Regions from separate parts of the Sus scrofa genome. Here region 2 is linked to region 1. The links are chromatin contacts, called in public HiChIP or PLAC-seq maps. All regions are on one chromosome and are shown on one strand. The core of a region is the stretch at or near the end of the contact, and the rest is flanking DNA. Distances in the headings are between cores, read along the strand shown.

What was found. HiChIP or PLAC-seq counts read pairs in DNA pulled down with a chosen protein or histone mark.
Region 2: a contact with region 1 is called in an H3K27ac HiChIP or PLAC-seq map of alveolar macrophages. The contact joins the promoter of CCDC24 here to the promoter of SLC6A9 in region 1. A contact is called at or near these places in 1 of 5 promoter capture datasets (fetal liver), 22 of 47 Hi-C or Micro-C datasets (adipose tissue, blood, brain and 12 more) and 1 of 2 datasets of contacts at active chromatin or transcription factors (alveolar macrophages).

The regions. Positions count from the first base shown.
Region 1 is chr6:167,264,617-167,269,179 of Sscrofa11.1, reverse strand. It overlaps SLC6A9 (sodium- and chloride-dependent glycine transporter 1), which reads right to left and starts at 1,987. Exons shown (of 15, transcript XM_021096817.1): 1 at 942-1,987; 2 at 768-852.
Region 2 is chr6:167,303,221-167,307,783 of Sscrofa11.1, reverse strand. CCDC24 (coiled-coil domain-containing protein 24) reads left to right here and starts at 2,313. Exons shown (of 8, transcript XM_021096826.1): 1 at 2,313-2,788; 2 at 3,001-3,176; 3 at 3,299-3,415; 4 at 4,103-4,177. The coding sequence starts at 2,648. B4GALT2 (beta-1,4-galactosyltransferase 2) reads left to right here. Exons shown (of 7, transcript XM_021096829.1): 7 at 1,004-1,881. The coding sequence ends at 1,154.

The DNA of each region.
Region 1 (4,563 bases), core at 738-3,237:
GCCGGGTCCGCACCGCGGTGCGCCCAGGTGGCTTTCTTAAAGGGAAAGTTGCATCAGCCTCCCGAGGCTCAGTGCCGCCGCAAGTCTGCCCGCCCCGCCGCGCCGTTCGCCGCTCCTCCTGAGCTTGTTGTGTTTTGGTTTCGGGGAGGCGGGGGCAAAGAGTTTGGTGAAAGTTTGGAGAGTGGAGAAGGCTTGGGAGACCTAGCCAAGTCCCTCCCCTCTCTGAACTGCACCCCTGGCCGCTCTGCCATCCCCCTCCGCCCCCATCTCATCCCCACCCCCGTCCGACTTCTCAGGCTCCTCCTCCCACAGAATAAAATTGCAGTCTCTCTAGCTTTCAGATGATTGATCCCCGCGAACCCCTGGAAGTGCGCACTGCCAAGGAGCCCCCTTCTCCACCTTTGCCTCGCTGCCCTCCAGCTGGGGCCCTTGGAGGAAGCAGATGTCGTCCCCTTCGGGTAGGGCTGGAATGAAGCCAGAAGGCCGGGGCACTTGGGGGGGGGGGCTGAGGCTGGAGTTAGCCTGCCAGGCCCCCGGCCTTCTGCGCCTGCGTTCCCCCTAGAGAGAAGTCAGAGCAAATTCCATTCCCTTTGGAGCAGCGCCGCTAGGGACTGTGGGCACAGCTGGGTAAGGCCTGGGTCCTACTCCTTGGGACGCGAGGCCTGGGGGTCCTTTCTCCACTGACCCTCCCCTAAATTGGTTTGGTCAGCTCTATGCTGGCCATATTGTTACAGGGGCTGCAGATACCAACCTGGACCCCCACTTACCTCCCCAGGGAGACAGACCTGGGTTCCAGTTCCAGCTAAAGCAGAGACTTTGGCAGAGGGAGCTTTGCGGAGCCTGTTTCCTGTCCTGTAAAATGCACAAAACATATTGCTCCAGGCTGCCTTTGGGCAGCAATACTTGGCGGTTGGTGGAAAGGAGCTCCCATATTTGCTTACCTTAAGAGCCACCAGCTTTCAAGAAGAAGGGGCCTTTCGTACTGGCTGTCAGGGAACCACTGTTGCCCCCCGGCAGAGTGCCCTCTGCTCAGGGAGGGCACCAACCTGGAGAGATGGTCTCTTCTCTGCACCCTGATTCTAGCCTCACTGTCATCTGGCCAGGAAACCAGTTTTATTTGTTCCCTGGGGATAGTCAGCCTCTAAGAAGCTGATTCACACATGCGAAACTCCCACAAGATCAATTGAAGAGTGAGATTCCACGTTATTAATTTACTGTCAGAGGCACTGGGCAGTATAACAGGTGTCAGGCACAGACACTTCTTGCCAAGGCAGTTCTCAGGCTACACATGCCGTCCATTGCACAAGGCATCCCCCCCGGGCTCTGCCAACTCGGAACTTATAACCTGTTCACATTAGGGATGTAATCAGATCTGGGGAGGTCTGGAGACATTATTCTCATCAGCAAGATTATTTTCATTGTTACTTTGTTCCCAAACCTGGCAGGTATAGCATGTTTGTGATTTTTATTCTCCTGTGAACGAGTTGCAGGTGTCTTGTGTGCGCGCACTCGCCGCTCCCTGAGCAGGCTGTGGAGCCTGTGCCCCCTGCCCCCGTGGATTTGTGTAGGTGGATCTGTGTTTGTGGAGGAGTGACAGTGGGCACTGCAGCAGCTCTGTGTAGTGGTATGTATGGGTGTGCGTGCCTGGCTCTGGGTGGGGGCCGGCACGGGTGATCCAAGCCCCACCCCACCGCATAGGACGTAAATTTAATTGCTGGTCTCTCCCTCCTTCCCTCCCTCCCCCTGGGGCTTGTCAAAAAGGGCTGCCACACGGGGAAGGCGGGAGGGAGGCTGTTGAAAGAGTCCCCAGGTAGTGGAATGGGGTGAGGAAGAGGCTGAGACGATGGCAAATGGCCAACTTTCCTCCAGTAGACTGGGGGTGGGCTGGGGGCTGCGAAGAGGGCACTGAAGATCAGTGAAGCTTCTGGGACTGCCATGGCCAGGGACAGTGGGGCGTCCCCCCTCACGCTTCGGACTCCATATGAAGGGAGACAGACAGACTGCCAGATGCTCACTGCCAGTCTCCCAGAGACTGTCAAGACCTGTGGCTGGGGGTCGGGGGGAGGTGGGGGTGGAAGAAGAGGGGGGGGTGCTCAGAATTCAGTCCCCTGAGCCTCTATTCGGGAGAAAGAGTTTGGGGATTAATCTGGGGACAGGGAGGCAGCCTCACGCTTTAACCCATGCGGTGGGTAAAAGAGATTTTTCCCTGGGGTGTCTGGGCAAGTTGGAGACGTTGCCCGCGTGGGTTGTGCCAGGCAGCTGATGTAACACAAAGCATGTTTGCGTTCATCTGGAGAGATTTACAGATGTGTGTATGTTACCCACCTTGATCTAGAAAGGGCTTCAGGCAGCCACACAGTGAGTTGAGTCCCTGGGAGAAGCTTATGTGAAAAGGTTCTGGTTTGAAAAGCCGTCTCCACGAGGCAGGGACTAAAGTAGCCGTTTTTTTCCAACCAGAAGGAGGCCCCAAGGGAGGTAGGTTTGGGCCTAGCCCAGGTCAGAGCTGGGATGGCCTCCATCCCCAGCTGTGAGCTCCCGGCCCTGGGCAGCTGGCCCACGGGGTGGGAAGGGCACCGGCAGCCTGGACCACTGTGGGGAGAGGAGGGGCATTGGGCCAGAGGACCGAGAGGAGGACTGATGGGGTCAGACATCTTCGCTGGCTGGTGAGCTTCTTCCTGGGGCAGGGCAGCAAGAGGAGGGGCAGCTCGGTGGCTGGGCCCCACCCACTGCGGGCCAGGGCGTGTCTCAGGAGCTCCAGTTGCAGCGCTATTTCCTGGGAGGGCTGGGCCCGGGGTCAGATCCCCTAATGCTGACTGGTTTCACTTGTCATCATCAGCCTGCAAGATCAAGGCCTCTGCTGGGCCCCGGGGGAGTATGCTTAGGTGTAAGTCTGGTGGGATAGGATAAGACCAGACTCGCGCCGCTTCTGGAAGGCACTGTGGCAGCTGGCAGCGCTGGGCACCTTGGTGGAGGAGTGCTGAGGGGCCCTGCGGAGATGGTGGGGGAGGCTGGATGTGGCTTTGAGTTGCAGCCTGGCCTGACAGGGCGTGGAGCCCCAGCCTCAGCAGCTGGGCTCTGCTCTCAGATTCTTCCTCCCTTGAACTTGTAGTGGTCAGTGCCTGGCACCTTCCCCGCCCTGTCACAATGCAAGGGAGTGGGATAGATCGGTTCCAGACCCAAGAGCTGTCTCTGGGGCACCACGTGCCCTTCAGGCCATCCTGTTGTGCTTTCTTTGGCCCTGGTCCACGGGGACAGCATGAGCCAATTATGGGAATCGGAGCAGGGTCCAGACTGGATCCCAGCAGCTACAGGTAAAATTAGGCACACAGCTCAGAAACACTGACTTTGGCCCTGCCTGGGGTGCAGCCCTGATTTCCAGAGCATTTCAATGTTCCGATTCTTACATATCTTGGAAATCCCAAAGTCCAGAATTCCCATTGCCAGAGCCCCCAACCCTGCCGAGAACCTGAAATCCAGAGTTCTCCGCACCCAGAGCCCCCGTGTCCACCACCCAGGGGGCCTAGTGCCCAGGGGGCCTGACAACTTGACCACCTGATGTCCCTAACGTCCAGCTCACAGGGGGCCCATGTCCCACTTCACCGGAAAGGAAGCTGGAGCGGCGGGAGCGGTGGCGACCCGGTCGCTTCAGGGCAGGCATTATCTGCGGAGTGGCCCTCGAGGAAGCTGGGACGGGGTGGTGCTGGAAGCGGAGGCGATTACTTCCTCGATGGATGCTCCGTCGGCCTCCAGCCCCGCCCCCCAGTCACGTGACCCCATGTAAGTGAATGTCCATTTACTCACCCCGTCTGAGTGTGCATCCACCCTGTGCTGGGAATTGAGCCCATTTCGAGGAACTCAGCCTTGAGAGAAAAGGAATTCCTGCTCTCCTTTGTGGAATGTGAGACCGTGTCACACCCCAGTGTGGGGCAGCCCATCTCTGTAGCCAGTGTGTGGCCAAGGGCGTAGCCTTGAGAATGAAGGGTTGCGGGCCTGTGATAGGGTCGTGAGCACAGACTGTCTGCAAGTGGACATGCCTGACCGTCAGAGCGGGCCGGCCCGAGTCTCCGTCTGGCCACCCTTATCATCCCTCCTGGCTCCCTGCTTTCCTAAGGGGCGGGATGGAAGGGCTCTGCCCCAGGATCAGGCCTCCCTGTGGGAAGCAGGGGGCCGGTTCAGAGCTGGAGGCTGAAGCCGTCGAGGGACTGGAGATGCCTCCCACTGCCCCTGCCCCGCTGAACCCAGAGCCTCTTCGGATTCAGAGGAGTGGCTATAAGCGGAGCAGCCAGCACCAAAAATAGCCATCCACCCTGGGGAGGATCCTGTGACCCCCTCTTCCCAGCCCAGCCCAACCCGGCTTGCTGACCTGCAGCCTGGGTAAGACTCCGGTCTGAGTAACCCCTTCAGACTTGAATAAGGGGCAAAGCCAAGATGTGACTGCAAGTGATGACATCATAGGGAGCCCTGACATTATGGGGAGGGACAACCCCCCCGCCCCCGTGGCTGGTCTGTGGCGGCTTGAGTGGGTGGGGCTCCATCTGCTGGCAGCACCCCTCGACTCCCAGC
Region 2 (4,563 bases), core at 1,064-3,563, 38 kb before region 1:
CTTTCGCCTCAGGTCTAGGACTTCTGGAGTCTTCTTCCCTCACCCTCCATGTCCAGATCATCAGCAGGTCCTGTCATTGGCACCCCGAGTCCTATCTGAGCCGGTCCGGTTTTCCCTTTACTTCTGCCCCAGCGCAGCCTCTGTCCTCCTGCCCAGCGGGTCCCCCGTCTTCCATCTTCCATTGTTCGTGTTCCCGGTGCCTGCCTCGCCCCAAACTGGGCTAAAAATCCCTGTGTCTTCTCACTCACAGAATAAAAAAACGGCTTCCTCTGACTTGGAGAGGCCTCTGCCCACACATGCTCTCACCTCCCAGCTCATCTTACTCTCGGTTCGCCCCTTGGCCCCCCGAGCCCTAGCTGCTCAGCCGTGCCGCTTCTCATTTCCAGTGTGGGGTCAGCATGTGCCGTTACCTCTGCCGGGGATGCTCGTCCCCTGCCGTCACTTTGATGTCCCCTGCTCACCCCTGCCTCGGCAGGCGGTGTCCCTCAGCACTCTGATGGCTGACGTTGTCCTTGTCTGTTGCTTGTCTCCCTTAGAGGAATAGACTGGCCGGGAGGGGAGGGACCTTGCTGTCCTATTCATGGCTGTGTCTGGTGCTTCGAGCAGGCCTGGCACATGGGGATTGCTCAATAAATAGATGATGGAGTGATACAGGATGAGGAGCAAAGAAGGTGGCACAGAGGTGATGGGCATGGGGACTGACGATGATGCTCCCGGTGTAGGACCTGTTGCATTTGAGGTGCCTGTGGGGTGCCCCTTGGGGTCTGGGTCTGGGATGAGCGATTTGTGAGGGTGTCATGATTCTGGCCTCAAGGGGGTAAGATCTCTGTTTTGAGGGTAGACGCAAGAGCCAAGGGGCTCCAGGCGGGTGGAGGGTGGAGGGGACGGCAGGGGAAACGGAGGTACCCCTGGGAGAAGCCAGGATGGCATGAACCTTGGCTCCCGTGATCCCTGCTGGGTCTGGGGGTGAGCCCTGACCTGGACCCACTTCCATCCTATCTAGGTTTACCAAGATTCAAAACACGAAGCTGACCATGAAGCGGGACGGCATCAGGTCAGTGAGGTACCAGGTCTTGGAGGTGTCTCGGCAGCCGCTCTTCACCAATATCACAGTGGACATTGGGCGGCCCCCCTCATGGCCCCCTCGGGGCTGACACCAGTGGACAAAGGCTCCCAGTGCCAAGGATTGCCTGCCAGAGGACTGACCTACAGCCTGGCTGGCGGCTGCTCTGTGGCGGATCCCCCAGGACTGAGACTGCGGGCTCTGTTTTCTGAGGGTCTTCAATAGGCCCCCCCAGCTACACCTGGAAATTTCAGGACCTACTCTGGGGGGCTTCCATCCTGGGCAGGCCCCTCAAGTGTGGCCCTCCCTGGGGTCACCCCTTCTTCCTGCTCCTCCTTCCCCAGGCCAGCCCCCTTCACTGTCAGGGCTGGGCCAGCCCCTGCACTGCCTCACCGAGTGGCCTGGGCCAGGTCACTCCACCTCTCTGTGCCTCAGTTTCCCCCCTCCTTGAGTCCCCTAGGGCCTGGAAGAGCGGGAGGTATGACTAGGGGGCAGTGTCGCTTCCAGGGGGACTTCTCAGACCTGGGGATCCCCCATGCTTCCAGGGGAGGGGAAACCTTTTACATTCAACATTGTGGGGGGCAAACGCTGGTGCGCCCCCTGCTGAGGAGCAGCCCCGGGAGGGGACCAGAGAGGGTGCTGTGTGGCTGCCTGGGACCTTGGGGATGGGCTTTGCATGGGGGGTGGGTGGGGCTTGGATCAGGTGGGTTCCTGCCCCCCGCCCCTCAGAAAGAAGGCAGTAGCCCCAGGGCCGGCTCGTGTTTGTACATTGCACAGAAACTTGTGTGGGTGCTTTAGTAAAAAAACGTGAATGGAGCAGTCCCTTTGTCTCTTGGGGGATGGGGATCTGGAGCCCTAAACCCAGGCCCTGCGTGTGTGGTGGGAGGAGGCCTGGCTCAACCTAGCGGTCCGGCCCCGGCCGGGCCGTCCTGTTCCTCCAAGAACAGCGCTTCGCTAGTCCGCCAGCTGGAAGGGGGAAAGTTTACGCTGTCGCTGCCTCGCGGCCAGAAGAGCCAAAGAAGTAATCACCCCGTGGGCTCAGATTTCTCAGTGCTTTCACCTGTCCTGAAAGCGAAAGGCGCCCAGGGATGGAAGGAACGTGGGGGTCAGGGCGGGGCGGCTGGTTGACTCCAAAACCACCTACCACCGCGGTGGGTTGGGCTTGACGAGCCGGCACCGCCCTGAAATGGGCGGGGGCGGGGCTTGGGGGCGGAGCAGGGCCCCGTTTCCCGGGTGACGGCCGCGCGGGAGGGGCGGGGCTAGGGCCCCGGTCCGGCCGCCTGGCTCCTCGGGCCGCGACCAGAAACTGCGGACCCTGAGCGTCAGCCAAGAGCCGGGGGGACGAGACAGAGCCAGAGGCCGGTGGCTTCTGGGCTGGCCAGTTCTAGCCGTGGGGACGGGCGGCGGAACGCGGTGGGGCTTGAGGGAGGCCGGCCCGGGCGCCAGGCTGGGGGCGTGGCCTGTGAAACCCGGAAGGGGCTGGGCGTGAGCGGGAGTGCCCGACCCGGGGCGACCCAGGTCCCCCCGCCCCCGGCGCTCCGACCTGCTGACCCGCATCGGGGGGCACCGGGGCGCGGGCGGGCCATGCCTGGGAACTACCTGTCGCTCTGGGAGCTGGTGGAGGAGCACGTTCCGCTCCTGGAGCGGCCCGAAGTGAAGAGGATTCTGGGGGAGACGACGGTGGACCTGAGCCTGGAGCTGCGGGCAGAGGTGGGGCGTGGGAAGGTGGGCCCCGCTCCAGTCCTGTTCCACCACTGGGATGACTTCCCCACCTCCTCTGGGCGCCTGGTCCTGCCTGGTAACTCTCGAGAGCTTGTCGGATCTCACCGTCCGCCCATCCCTCTCCAGTTTAACGCTGCGCTGCCCCTCACTTCCCCAGCTCCGTGCCTCCCCTCCTTTCCCTCCTCAGTTGCAAGGTGTCCCGGCTCTTCTTGCAGGTGGTGATGCTACGAACACTGCTCCTAGAGGCTCGGTCCTCCCAAGCGCCTGGCTCCTGCCCCACCTCTGACCCCTCCTCCCTTCTGGCACCACCGCCGCTCCTAAGAGACCTCGTGCGCCAGGAACTACGGCAGCTGCTCCAGGGTCTCCGCCGGAAGGCCATCTGTGAGGGCAGGTAGGAGCCTGAGGCCTGGGGCGGGGACCTGTCCCTAAAACTCACATGGGCCAGCAGGGGTCGCCTTTCCTGCGATTCCCTGGAAGGAGCCCCTGACTCTACTTCGTGTGCACCTTCTGCAGGGACCAGACCCAGGCCTGGGTCCGGTATAGCCCCAGGGTCCTGCGCTTTGCTCTGGAGGAGCCCAGGTGTGATGTGCCAGAACAGAAGATATTGCAGATGAAAGCTGGCGAACCCGGGTAAGGTGCTTGGGAAGGAGGGACCTGTCCCTGCTGGCAGAGGACCCCAGCTAATGGGTGGGTCTCCCCTGGCCACATGGAGGGTTGCACCTGGCTCCTGGTCTGGGGCTGGACACTTCTACAGCCACTTGTGGCAGGGATCAGCAAACGAGGGCTGCAGAAGCCCAGGAGACACGTGCCAGGCCTGGAAGCTTGGTTTGATCTGGGTCTCAGAGTATGAGGAGCAGAGAGAAGCACTTTGCAGGAAGAGGGAGCACTCTACACAGATATGGATGGAAAGAAAACCTGCATCCAGTCATGGGTTGTTTCTCAGGCCTGGAGAATAGAAGCAGGCGGCTGGGCTAGAGATTGAATGAGATAGACAGGCGGGAGCATGTTCATCCGTAAACGGCAGAAACTTATTTCTTATTCTTACACATCTCTACGAAGGAGGTGATGCCCCCATTTTGCAGATGAGGAAACTAAAACTCAGAAAGCATGATTGATTTGCCCAAGCTCACACGGAGTGAAGGGCGGCAGAGCAGAGCCCATTCGTAACCCAGGCTCCAGAATGCCTCCTTCTCGTGCAATGTTACTTTTGCTTTTGTGAGAAAAGGCGCACAGTTGTCTAGGAGAAATGGCCTTTGTGTCCTAAAAGCCTGAGGTGAAGCAATATGGAAGGGTGACGTTGACTTCACCTGCCGGCAGCTGTCACAGGGACCTCAGCATCATTAAGGACCAACTCGACGTGTCCCACATCGACGAGGTTGCCGGCCACCTGCGGTGAGGGCCCTGAGCGTGTGTGGTGGGGGCGGAGACAGGGAGGGTGGGACTGAGGATGGGGGCCCTGAGCTGGTGAGAGGAGAAGGGAGGCAGCAAACCCGCTGGGGAGACCCAGGTGTGTAGGGCTGAGAGGCCCAAAGGCCAGGTTGCTGCGGGGCTCGGGAGGTTTGCTGCCAGGAAGTAGCCAAGTATGGGTGCCAGCTGGGGCCTTGGCCTGAGGACTTTTGTTCTGGGGGGTGGGGGAGAGCTGGACCGCAGAAGAGTTTTTAAGCAGGGGAAGGGCCGTGATGAAGAGAGAATGGAGCAGGAGGACCTGCAGGTCCGGTACAGTCATGCAGAAGAGAGAATGGTGACCCTGGGTGGGCGCTGGGAGGGAGGCAAGAAGA